Regions from separate parts of the Sus scrofa genome. Here region 1 is linked to region 2. A link is a contact called in public Hi-C data. All regions are on one chromosome and are shown on one strand. The core of a region is the stretch at or near the end of the contact, and the rest is flanking DNA. Distances in the headings are between cores, read along the strand shown. Region 1 overlaps TCTN1 (tectonic-1). Region 2 overlaps RAD9B (cell cycle checkpoint control protein RAD9B).

Region 1 (6,592 bases), core at 2,400-4,899, 93 kb before region 2:
ATAATTAAACACAGTAATTTTTTTATGTATCAATTTTGTTTGTCTTTGTTTTTCTTTTTTGTTTCATTTTGTTTTTAGGGCTGCACCCATCGACATATAGAAGTTCCCAGGTTAGGGGTCAAATTGGAGCTGCCCACCTACACCACAGCTCAAGACAACGCCAAATCCTTGACCCACTGAGTGAGGCCAGGAATGGAACCCACATCTTCATGGATATTAGCTGGGTTTGCTACTGTTGAGCCACACCGGGAACTCCTTAAACATGGTAAGTATTCAAGAAACACATTTTCCAATTCAAAGAATGCCCAAACAGGGAGTTCCCGTCGTAGCTCAGTGGAAACAAATCTGACTAGCATCCATGAGGACACAGGTTCGCTCCCTGGCCTCACTCGGTGGGTTAAGGATCCAGCGTTGCCATGAGCTGTGGGGTAGGTCGCAGACATGGCTTGGATCCCACATTGCTGTGGCTGTGGTGCAGACCAGTGGCTACAGCTCCCACTTGACCCCTAGCCTGGAAACTTCCATATCCCTCTGGGGTAGACCTAAAAAGAAAAAAAATGCCCAAACAGTAAATATATACATATATATATATATATGCATAGTTTATTAAATTTATACAGCAAAGCTAAATCATCAAAATGACATCTTTAGTACCTTCCTACAGCATTCCAGAGAAAATTGTATAAAAATAATTGGATCAAATGTATAATACAGATATTTCCAATTCTTTTTTTCTACAAAGGATTCCTTAACAAACACCTGAAATTCTGGACCATTTTTAATAACTGATGTAACACTTCCCTTAAAAAATGGTATTATTTTTCTAAACCTTCATCTCATGACTTCTAAATCCAGGACTTGTTTTTGTTGATCTTAAATCTTCTCTTTACTTCCAGGCCTCTACTTTCTTTTCTATTCCTTAATATCTGTCAATCACTTTGTCCTATTTTCCATTTTGAAATTTTAGGCTGTTAGATTAATATTTTGATAAAAGTAAATTTCAGTTTTAAGATTTTCATGTTTATGGTTTGGGAAATATTCTCAACACCCCTTCTGGTTCAATTTCAAACACTCTGTAAGTGGCCCCAAAGAAATTTTATTACATCTTACACTGTCAAAATGAGGGTTGCATCAACTTAGATTCATTTTTTTGCAAACCTTGGGAACACTGAAACCTTTCATTTCACAGGTGACCCATTTCTGCCAGATTTTCTCATTTTTCAACCCAGAGGATCTTTTCTCCTTTCCTTCTTTTCTGGCCTTGGCATGTTCCCTCATTAGGATGGAAGGACACAAGGAAGGGCCAAGACCTATTTCCATATTTTGTCCCAAACTGTAGCACTTGCGGTGTGCATAAATGTTTGTGATTTAAAACGTCCATCTGTTTCTCCAGGATTATTGGCATCCTCGACTCCTTATAGTCTGTGCCAGCATTGAGAGGAATCGAGACAATTCAGCTTTTTGGAATTCAGCACTTGGAAGCCACTGCATTCAAGAGTCTAAAAAATCAAAGACAGGAGTAGCTGGGCGGACAAATAGCTGAGGCTGACTTAATATGACAGTGTTAACTCCTTGGTCTTTGGTGTGATTTGGAGTGAATTGGTTGTTATTGCTATTATTATTGCTAAAGTTGTGGCTTCTAATTTGTCTAAAATGAAGTATCCAGTTTTGCCTGAGTAACTATATCCATCCATCTTTATTCATCTGAGCCAAATATTTTATAAATAGGGAGGCAGAATCATCAAGCTTTATAAAGGGATTTCTTAGAACAACAGGAGGTCAAGGTTGTGTGAGGACAGAAGGCTGACTCCACCGTTTTAACTGAAGCGAACAGTCCAGTGATTCATTTCTAAATCAACACCCAGAAGAAAATAATTCCCAACTTCTCTCCTCCTCCTCCTCCCATGTCCCATGTGCCTAATCAACCATAAGATCCCATTCTTGTTCTTCAAATGTTTTCTGAAACATTATGGAGGCAGAGGGCTATTTGAGCAGACTTTACATTCTTAAAAGGTCTCAAATTTAAAAGTTTGACCTTTTCTGAAAATAAAATAATAAATACGATCAGGTCACAGAAACATACTGACAGGAATGAAATAATTCTCTGTTTACCAGACAACTTTAAACTTGCATCCTATCATTGGACCATACTGCAGTCAAATAAACTAGTAGGCTTTTTAAGAATCACTTCATTTTTACTTATTTGTCTTTTTAGGGCCATGCCCATGGCGTATAGAAGTTCCCAGGCTAGGGGTCAAATCAGAGCTACAGCTGCCAGCCTACGCCACAGCCACAGCAATGCTAGATCTGAGCCTCATCTGTGACCTAAACCTCAGTTCTCAGCAAAGCCTGATCCTTAACTCACTGAGCAAGGTCAGGGATCGGACCCATGACCTTATGGATACTAGTTAGGTTTGTTACTGCTGAGCCACAGGGAACTCCTAAGAATCATTTGAAAAATTATTTTCAGGAGTTCCCCTCTTGGCTCAGCAGTAAGAAACCCAACTACTATCCATGAGGATGCAGGTTCGATCCCTGGCTTCACTCAGTGGATTAAGGATCCAGCGTTGCCGTGAGCTATGGTATAGGTCACAGACAGGACTCGGATCTGGTGTTGCAGTGGCTGTGGCATAGGCCAGCAGCTATAGCTCTGATTTGACCCCTTGCCTGAGAACTTCCATATGCCAAGAGTGCAGCCCTAAAAAGAAAAGAAAAGAAAAAATTCCGATTGCAGTATTACAATCACAATAAAAGGCACAAAAAGACCACTGTGCACGTCACCAAAATCATTTTGTCACATTTACCCCACATTTCTTTTTAGTTAGTTTTTCTTATTTTGCTGTTTTGTTTTTGTTTTCCCTCTCTGGCAGCATGTGGCAGTTCCTGGGCCAGGTATCAAACCAACACCATAGCAATGACCGAAGCCACTGCAGTGGCAATGCTAGATCCTTAATCTGCTGCACCACAAGATAACTCCTTTTTAGTCAGTTTTATTGAGAGATAATTTATATGCAGTATTAATTTTTGTATACAGTTTTTGATATGCAGGTTTTTCATGCATCAATGCACAGTTTTTTGGTATGCAATTTTATGAGTTTAACACATACAGTCATGTAAGCACAACCACTATCAAGATACAGAAAAATTTTATCACCCATAAAAGTTCCCCCATGCCCGTTTCCAATCAGCCCCTCCTACTGCTCCAGCCCAGGAAGACAATGATATACCTATTTCCTGTCCCTGTGGTTTTTCCCTTTTCCAGAATATCACATCAATGGATATGTAGCCTTTTGAGCCTGACTGCTTTCATTTAACCTAACGCCTTTGAATTTATCCACATTGCATGTGCAGACAGTCTGTTTATTTATTTATTATTATTATGGTAAAAAAAATCCACATAACATTGAATTTACTATCTTAATCTTTTTTTTTTTAATGGCCACACCTGTGGCATATGGAGATTCCTGGGCCAGGGACTGAATTTGAGCCACAGCAGCAACCTATGATGTACTTGCTGTGGCAATTTCAGTCCTTTATTACACTGTACCATGCCCAAGATCAAATGCACAAATCCACAGTGACCAGAGCTGCTGCAGTCAGGTTCTTAACCCATTGCACCACAATGCAAACTCCCATCTTATTCATTTTTAAGTGTACAGTTCAGCAGTGTTAAGTATTTTCACATTGTTGTGCAACACATCCTGAGGAGTGTGGAGTGATGTTTCATTGTGGTTTTGATTTGCAATTTTTTTTCTTTGTCTCTTGTCCTTTTAGGGCCGAACCCTCGGCATATGGAGGTTCCCAGGAGAGGGGTCTAATCTGAGATGTAGCTGCCGGCCTACACCACAGCCACAGCCACGCCAGATCCTTAACCCGCTGAGTGAGGCCAGGGATCGAACCCACAACCACATGGTTCCTAGTTGGATTCATTTCTGCTGCACCATGACGGGAACTCCTTGATTTACATTTTGATAATAATTAGTAATATCGAGCATCTTTCCTGTGCTCATTGGAGACTTGTATATCTTCTTTGGAGAAATGTCTATTCAGGTTTTTTGCCCTGAATTGGATTTTTATTATTGTGATTGAGATGCAGAAGTTCATTATACATTCTGGATATTAACCCCTCATTGGATATATAATTTGCATTATTTTCTACCATGCCATGCCATAGGTTTTGACTTTTCATTCTGTTGATTGCTCCTTTTGACATACAGCAGTTTTTAAGTTTGGTGTGGTCCCATTTGTCTACTTTTTCTTTTGTTGCCTGTGCTTTTGATGCTATATCCAGAAAATCACTGCCAAAACCAATGTCCTAAAACTTTTCTCCTATGTTTTCTGCTATGTAGTTTAATAGTTTTAATCTATTTTGAGTTAATATTTTAGGTAAGGGTCTAATGTCAAAGTTTTTTGTTTTGTTTTGTTTTCAGGGCTGCACGTGTGATATATGTAAGTTCCCAGGCTAGAGGTGCAGCTGCCAGTCCATGCCACAACCACAGCAATGCTGGATGCAAGCTGCATCTGTGACCTACCCTGCAGCTACTGGCAACACTGGATCCTTAATCCACTGAGGGAGGCTGGGCATTGAAACTGCATCTTCACAGACACTATTATCGGGTTTTCAACCCACTGAGCCACAATGGGAACTCCTAACTTCATCCTTTTAGCATATGGATATCCAGTTTTCCCAACACCATTTGTTGAAGAGACTGTCCTTTCCCCCATCACTCAGTCCTAACACCATTGTTAAAAATAATTTGGCCGGGAGTTCCCGTCATGGTGCAGTGGTTAACGAATCCGACTAGGAACCATGAGGTTGCAGGTTCGGTCCCTGCCCTTGCTCAGTGGGTTAACGATCCGGCGTTGCCGTGAGCTGTGGTGTAGGTCGCAGATGTGGCTCGGATCCCGTGTTGCTGTGGCTCTGGCGTAGGCTGGTGGCTACAGCTCCGATTGGACCCCTAGCCTGGGAACCTCCATATGCCGCGGGAGCGGCCCAAGAAACAGCAAAAAGACAAAAAAAAAAAAAAATAATAATAATAATAATTTGGCCATACATTTGGGAGTTTCAATCCACTCCTTTTTATTGCTAATAAGTATCCTCTAAAGGTTATACCACAATTCCTTTATTCATTCACCAGTTGAAAGAATTTGAGCTTTTCCAGTTTTGGGCAATTACAAATAAAGCCACTATAAACATTCACATCGAGATTTTGTGTGATTTTCATTTCTCTTGGGTACATACCTAGGGGTGAGATTTCTGGGTTGTGTGGTATTTAATTTTACAAGACACTGCTCAACTTTCCCCTAAAGTGGCAGCTGCACATTGTGCATTCCCACCAACAATGTGTGAGATTTGCAGCTGCTCCCCACACTCATGAAAACTTGGTGTGGTCAGTTTTGTTTTATTTCCATTTTTAGCTATTCAAATAATTGTGTGGTGGCATCTCATTGCACTTGTGTTAGTTGGCTTTTAATAGGTTCATTCATCTTGGAATGGCACATGTACATAGCATTTTAACCTTGGGGTACCCCAAATATTTGTTAAATAGTAAATGAAGAAATAAATTCATTTTTTGTAAACAGAGAGCCTCAGAAAATGAAAGTGAGTTGAGGGGCACTGCTCTCTCTTCCCCACTTCTATTTCTGTTTCCGGCTTGTAACATGTTTTCATCCTTCGTGTTGGGTCTGCAGGTAGTTCCGTTTTCACTCACCCTTTCCTGAAAGCCTGTGAGTGAATTCTTGAGACCTAAACCAGCTTTGCTTTGCCCTTGCCATGGGGTCAGGTATTTCTGCCACTGCCTGTTTGACCTTTTGTTCATCCAAATTTGTTGTCAAGAATGTGGAGACCAGAGAAAAGCAAATACAAGATTGGGTAAACCTATGTCAAAAGCACCAGCCTCACACTGTTAAAGCATGTTTTTCAAGCCCCATATCGGAACCCATGGTCTGACAAGTGTGTATGTAGTTATGAAGACAATTTAAAAATTAGAATGTCCTGGAGACATCGGAATTATTGCGGCCATAGTTATGAAAAGTCTGGATGGAACTAACCCTAAATCCAAACCCCCAGAATCCCCATATCTACATTATTATCAATTGATTAGGGGCAAAAAAAAAGATCGTCTGATTAGAAATGATGAAGTTTAATTAGGTTTGTTTGGACAAAGACTCAAAGACTTTTTTTTTTTTTTGTCTTTTTGCTATTTCTTTGGGCCGCTCCCGCGGCATATGGAGGTTCCCAGGCTAGGGGTCCAATCGGAGCTGTAGCCACCAGCCTACGCCAGAGCCACAGCAATGCGGGACCCAAGCCGCACCTGCAACCTACACCACAGCTCACGGCAACGCCGGATCGTTAACCCACTGAGCAAGGGCAGGGACCGAACCCGGAACCTCATGGTTCCTAGTCATATTCATTAACCACTGCGCCACGACAGGAACTCCTCAAAGACTTTTTAATACAGATCACTTGTGAGCCTCTTAAAACAAATAATCAAAGTCTGTCCAAATAAAATCCAGCTGCAGGTTCTCCCTCAGAGGGCAGTTGCTTACTACAGTGGGATAATAAAGGGTCAGTCATATTTTAATTTCTGCC
Region 2 (6,698 bases), core at 1,604-4,103:
TTACCATGAGAAGCAAAAGGATTCACTATAAATATTTCTCAACTTATTTTTAACTGAATTAATAAAAACAGCAACATTTATTATTTTCATAAATATTTACTGAGCACTTGCTGTGTACAAGGCTGATCAGCTGGCTTTTGCTGGATAACAAACCACATCAAAAATTTAGTGGTTCAAAATAACAAACATTTGTTATTTCTCACGATTGAGTGGCTCCTCTGGTGAAGGCTGGCTTAACTGTGGCTGGATCATTTTGAATGGCCTCACTTTCACATCTGGGGCCTCAAAGTTGGGACAACCGGAACAGCAGGATGGCTGGGGCCTTTCACCACCTGGTCTGCAATCTTCCAGGAGTCTACACTTTGCTGTGCTTATTTTCAGGCCGATGGAAACATTCTTAGTTTAAGAGTAGAAGCTGACATACTTTTCTTTTTTTTTCCTGCTTTTTAGGGACATACTTGGGGCATATGGAAGTTCCTGGGATAGGGGTCAAACTGGAGCTACAGTTGCCAGCCTATGCCACAGCCATAGCAACACTGGATCCGAGCCACATCTGTACCTATGCTGCAGCCTGCAGCAACACTGGATCCTTAACCTACTGAAAGAGGCCAGGGATCGAACCCTCATCCTCATGGATACTAGTCGGGTTCTTAACCTGCTGAGCTACAACAGGAACTACTGACAGGTCTCTGGAGGCCTAGGCTTGGAACCCACATAATATCACTTCTAATGCATTCTATTGATATCAAAGCAAGTCCAAGTCCAGCTGAGAGTTGGGGAAGTACTTCAGCTTTCAAAGGGAGGGCCTGCAAATAATTTATAAGTATTTTTCTGTAACCTACCATACAGGGACTACTTTTGGAGCTGTGGACTAGCGAAGAACAAATCAGACAAAAATCTCCAACCTCACAGAGCTTACATTCTAGTGAGGGGAGACAAACAATAAGAAAATAGGAAGTAGGGAGGCCCCCTGTGGCACAATAGGTTAAGGATCTGGTGTTGTCACTGCAGCACCAGGTTGCTGCTGTGACAGAGATTTGATCCCAGTCCTGGGAACTTCCACATGCTGCAGGTGTGGCCAAACAACAACAAAAACAAAAAACAGATTAAGTAAAGAGAATGCTTACTGTAGGCCAAACATTCTCTGATATAAACTGTACAAATGTTTTCTTAGATCAGTTACTCAAATTATGTTATTCAAATGTTTCTCAATGCCTTTAAATTCACTGTTTTGAGAGTTTAAAGTCATTAGCACATCTGCAGAATGCCTTTTTACAAAACCTCAAAACCTTGAAGTAGGAATCCTGTCCTTTTTTTTTTTTTTTGTCTTTTCTAGGGCCGTACCGTGGCACATGGAGGTTCCCAGGCTAGGAGTCTAATTGGAGCTGTAGCCACCGGCCTACACCACAGCTCACCTCAACGCCAGATCCTTAACCCACTGAGCGAAGCCAGGGATCAAATCTGAAACCTCATGGGTCCTAGCTGGATTCACGACGGGAGCCACGACGGGAACTCCAGCAATCCTGTCCTCTTGACATATGTCATTAATATAATGTATAAATCAGACTTCTGTTCACTCAATAAATAGCCAGGGCATCCATCTGATGGAAGTCCCTCTCTGTTGGGAACCTGTCCTTGAGCAGGACAGAATGCATTAGCATGTGTGCTTTGGATCAGAGCATGTTCTTCAGGGACAACTCACTGATTCATTTTCAGCCACTGTGGGGCCAGTGCAAATGCAAATACAGAGAATTGATAGAATAATTGCTAGGCAGTAAATATTTCGGATGAATCTTGGTTCTTGAGGATATAAAACATCTTTTTTTTTCTAATAGCAGATGCTAAATAATTTAAGAAATCACTGTTCCAGAAACCATTTATGATTAGACTCTGAGAAGTTAATCCTTTTTTAGTAGGTCATGTTTTTTCAATTGTTTTCCATCAGTGAAGAGAGCCAAATTTACTTCATTGTCCTAAATTTCTTCCCGAGTTTCAAATGTATATTTGCAGCAGTTTAGTGGATATCTCTGCCCAGGTGTTTTTTGTTTTTCTTTTTTTTTTTTCATTTTTGGCCGCCCCACTGCATATGGTGTTCCTTGGGCCAGGGATCAGATCTGAGCCATGGTTGCAACCTAAGCCGCAGCTGCAGCAATGATGGATCTTTAACCCACTGTGCTGGGTCAGGGATTGAACCTGTGTCCCATCACTCCCAAGAGGCCGATGATCCCATTGCGCCACAGCAGGAACACCAACCCAGGTGATTTTTCTCAATTACATTTGAACAATGTTTCTCCACCAGATTATTAATATAAAATTGCAAACATAATTTTCTGAGCTTCTAAAGTTTTGGAAAGTATAACTATTTATCCCAATGACTGTAGCAGCATGCACCCCCTACTTCCCCTTTCCTTCCTGAGCCATCCTTCCTGGTTGTGTAGTAGCCATGAGGTCTGGGTGGGGCTGATTTCACTTTCAGCATCACTTGTGGGCCCTTGTTGCTATAAATCAATTGATGTAATCTTATCTGCCCCCCCCCACCGCCCCACAATTGAATTTGGTCCAGATATGGCAAGAAGCCAGGGCAGTTAGAGAATGGAATTCCCCTAGCCCCCTAGGATTAGTTTAGGTTTGTCCAGTCAGAGCAAAGTCAAGCACTTTTGTTCAATGCATATATGAGGTAAGGCTCTCCCCCTGGATGTGAAAGAGCAAGCATGGCAGCCCAAGCTGCTGCTGCTGGAAGTCACCATATTATTAAAAGTTTATAAAAGAAGCTGGCCTTAGTATAAATCACATGGAGGACAGGAGAGCTGAGAGAATTTGAAACAGAAGGAAGAGAAGCAGCTGCTGCAGTCTGGATCAAACCACGCCTATGACCTCATTTTGAACTTTTCCTTTACATGAGCCAATATCCCTCCTTATTGTTTAAGGCAGTTTGAGTTGGATTTTTTTTTTTTTCTGTTACTTGTAACTTAGAGCATTCTAACACAACAACTTCCCTACAAAAGCTATTAAAAAAATCAACCAATCACAAATGTATATTGGATATTACTGTAAACAAGCCACTTGAGACATACTTAAGTGGAAAAACTGGCTGTTTGAAATCTAACTGGAAATAAAGGATGAGGATAATTGTAATAACAGTAGTTACAATTTAGTTCACCTTTTGTGTCAGGCACCATGCTATGTGCTTTACACATGTGATCTCACTTTGTCCTCACAACAACCCGGGAATCTGAGGGTAGGTAGGATTATCCCCATTTCACAGACAAGAAAATGAAGGTTCAGAGTGGTTATGTACTGTCACAAAGCTAATAAGTATAGGAGAAGCCACGTCCTTATCTGCACGATGCCAAAGCTCGCTGTGCTTTTTTAAAAAATTTTTATTGAAATATAGTTGACTTACAATGTTGTTAGTTTCAAGTGTACAGTAAAGTGATTCAGTTATATATATTCTTTTCTATTTTATTTTTATTTATTTGTCTATTTAGTGCCACATATGTGGCATATGGAAGTTCCCAGGCTAGCGGTTGAATCAGAGCTACAGTTACCGGCCTATGGCACAGTAACTCAGGATCCAAGCTGCATCTGTGACCCACACCACAGCTCACAGCAACACCGGATCCTTAACCCACTGAGCAAGGCCAGTGATCCAACCTGCATCCTCATGGGTACCAGTCAGGTTCATTATTGATGAGCCACGATGGGAACTCCTTAATTTATTTATTCATTTTACTTTTTTTTTTTTTGCTTCAGCCATGGGATATGGAAGGTCCCTAGCGAGGAATCAAATCTGAACCACAGCTGCGACCTATGCTACAGCTGTGGCAATGTCAGATCCTTAACCTATTGTGCTGGACAAGAGATCAAACCCATGCCTCAGCAGTGACCTAATCCACTGCGCCACTGTGGGAACTCCTTGTATATACATTCTTTTTTAGATTATTTTCCATTATAGATAATAACCTAGATATTAAGGATAGTTCCTTGAGCTATATAGTAGTTCCTTGTTGGTTACATATTTTATAGATAGTAGTGTATATATTTCAATCCCAAACTCCTAATTTATTCCTCTATCCTCCCTCCCCTGCTGCTATGCTTTTTTTTTTTTTTAAATGGCCTCGCTTGAAGCATGCAGAAGTTTCTGGGACAGGGATCAAATCCATGTCAAAGCAGTAACCAGACCCACAGCAGTGACAATGCTGGATGCTGTGCTTTTTTTTTTTTTTGTCTTTTTGCTATTTCTTTGGGCCGCTCCCATGGCATATGGAGGTTCCCAGGCTAGGGGTCGAATCGGAGCTGTAGCCACTGGCCTACACCAGAGCCACAGCAACGCAGGATCCGAGCCGCATCTGCAACCTACATCACAGCTCACGGCAACGCCGGATCGTTAACCCACTGAGCAAGGGCAGGGACCGAACCCGCAACCTCATGGTTCCTAGTCGGATTCGTTAACCACTGAGCCACGACGGGAACTCCCTTGCTGTGCTTTTAATTGTGCTCTTTACATGATTCTGCTACTACATGTGAAGTTCGAAGAAGGAAAAAAATAATGTTATAATAATTGATATTTTACAGGGGGAAATTAAGGAACATAATGTAAATATGAGTTTAAATTAAAATATTAAATGTAAAACAAAATTAAGAAATATAAGATAAATAGTAACACTAATATAACCTTCCAGAAGACCATTCTACTACAAAAAATCTGGACCAATATCACAAGTACAAGAATCTTAAAAACATACAATCCTACCTGGTAACTTCAAATAAAATAGTAGCAATCATTAATAATATAACTAGTACTAACTCTTACAGAGAATAAGCCAGGAATTCTTTTAATCACTTTAGAACTTAACTTCTTATAACTCATTGAATCTTCACAAAAACCCCAGGAATTCCCTGGTGGCCTAGTAGTTAAGGATCCAGTGCTGTCACTGCAGCGGCCTGGGATGCTGCCGTGGCACAGGTTTGACCTCTGGTCCGGCAACTTCCACATGTCGCTGGTTCAGCCAAAAAAAAGGAAAACAAACAAACAAAAAAACCTATGATCCTAGTACTATCATTGTCCCCATTTTACATATTGGGAAAGTGAGGCACAAAGATATAAAATAATTTTCCCAATGTCTCAGCAAGGAAGGGGCAGAGCAGGATTCTATCCCAGACCTTGTGATCTCCAGAGATCACGGTCTTAACCACCATGCTATACATATTTAATCATGTAAAATATTATATGACTGCAACATTTGAATATCTACCATGCAAGGCTGGAGGCAGAAAGTCACTTTTACAACTTGGTGTAGCAGAGAGAATGAGTGAAGGTTTTGGCTTCTACTACTGTGGGGTTGGACTCAAATCCAGGCTCTGTGACCTGCTAGTTCTGTGTCCTTGGGCCATTTACCATGCCTCTTTCAGCCCTAAAGAAAATACTATTTGCCTTCTTGAGCACTTTCAATCCAGGTAGGCATTATTCTTTTCTGTTTTTACCAAGGAACACTGTTACCAAGGCACTTGTACAAAATGTCAACAAGTAGCCAGTTAGTTTCAGAACAATCTTTTGAATTCAGATGGACATTTTAAAAAATCAGTCTGGGGGAGTTCCCGTTGTGGCACAGTGGTGAACGAATCCGACTAGGAACCATGAGGTTGTGGGTTCGGTCCCTGGCCTCTCTCAGTGGGTTAACGATCCAGTGTTGCCGTGAGCTGTGGTGTAGGTTGCAGACGCAGCTTGGATCCCGCGTTGCTGTGGCTGTGGCATAGGCCGGCGGCTACAGCTCTGATTCGACCCCTAGCCTGGGAACCTCCATATGCTGTGGGAGCGGCCCAAAGAAATGGCAAAAAGACAAAAAAAAAAAAAAAAAAAAAAAAAAATCAGTCTGGGAGTTCCCATCGTGGCACAGTGGAAAAGAATCCAACTAGAACCATGAGGTTGGGGGTTTGATCCCTGGCCTCACTCAGTGGGTTAAGGATCCAGCACTGCTGTGAGCTGTGATGTAGGTCGCAGAAACAGCTTGGATCCTGAGTTGCTATGGCCATAACATAGGCCAGCAGCTCTAGCTCCAATTAGACCCTTAGCCTGAGAACCTCCATATGCTGCAGGTGTGGCCCTAAAAAGCAAAATAATAATAAATAAATAAATATATCAGTCTATATTCAGGCAAAGTTTGTATCATTAACAGGCCAAAAAAGGAAATAATTAATATCAACCACTCACACTACTTCTACAGAGACAAGTAAGATAATACAACTGCCTCACCACAAAACTACACAAATGCTTTTTTTTTCTCTCTTTTTGTTTTTTAGGGCCACACCTGAGGCATATGGAGGTTCCCAGGCTAGGGATCTATTGGAGCTGTAGCCACCCGCCTACGCCACAGCCACTGCAATGTCAGATCTGAGCCGCATCTATAACCTACACCACAGCTCATGGCAACACCAGATCCTGAACCCACTGAGAAAGGCCATGGATTGAACCCTCAACCTCATGGTTCCTAATCAGATTCGTTTCCACTGAGCCACAATGGGAACTCCTACAAATTCTAACCAATAATACGATGGGAAGTGTTGATGTGCAGTTTGAGTATTCTAAACATAAAAAGTATTAACAAAAAATGCATAATACTCTAAATTAGTCCTAATTATACTTACCATGTCTGCAGAAGAACTGAATAACTACTTTGCACTTATCAGATCTGGTGAAT

What was found. A called contact is a pair of places that touch in the nucleus more often than the background predicts.
Region 1: a contact with region 2 is called in a Hi-C map of alveolar macrophages, with 4 times the contacts expected there. The contact joins two enhancer-like sites. A contact is called at or near these places in 3 of 5 promoter capture datasets (fetal liver and liver), 31 of 47 Hi-C or Micro-C datasets (adipocytes, adipose tissue, alveolar macrophages and 16 more) and 2 of 2 datasets of contacts at active chromatin or transcription factors (alveolar macrophages and skeletal muscle).

The regions. Positions count from the first base shown.
Region 1 is chr14:31,968,413-31,975,004 of Sscrofa11.1, reverse strand. All of the region lies in intron 1 of TCTN1 (tectonic-1), which reads right to left. Among named protein-coding and RNA genes, the nearest start is that of TCTN1, 18 kb to the right of the region's middle. Within about 2 kb of position 3,649, at least 3 of the 83 cell types and tissues checked have an H3K27ac peak or open chromatin away from gene starts, as enhancers often do. A contact at or near this core is called in alveolar macrophages, where this site is marked.
Region 2 is chr14:31,874,211-31,880,908 of Sscrofa11.1, reverse strand. RAD9B (cell cycle checkpoint control protein RAD9B) reads right to left here. Exons shown (of 11, transcript XM_013982863.2): 4 at 6,646-6,698. Among named protein-coding and RNA genes, the nearest start is that of VPS29, 7.9 kb to the right of the region's middle. Within about 2 kb of position 2,853, at least 12 of the 83 cell types and tissues checked have an H3K27ac peak or open chromatin away from gene starts, as enhancers often do. A contact at or near this core is called in alveolar macrophages, where this site is marked.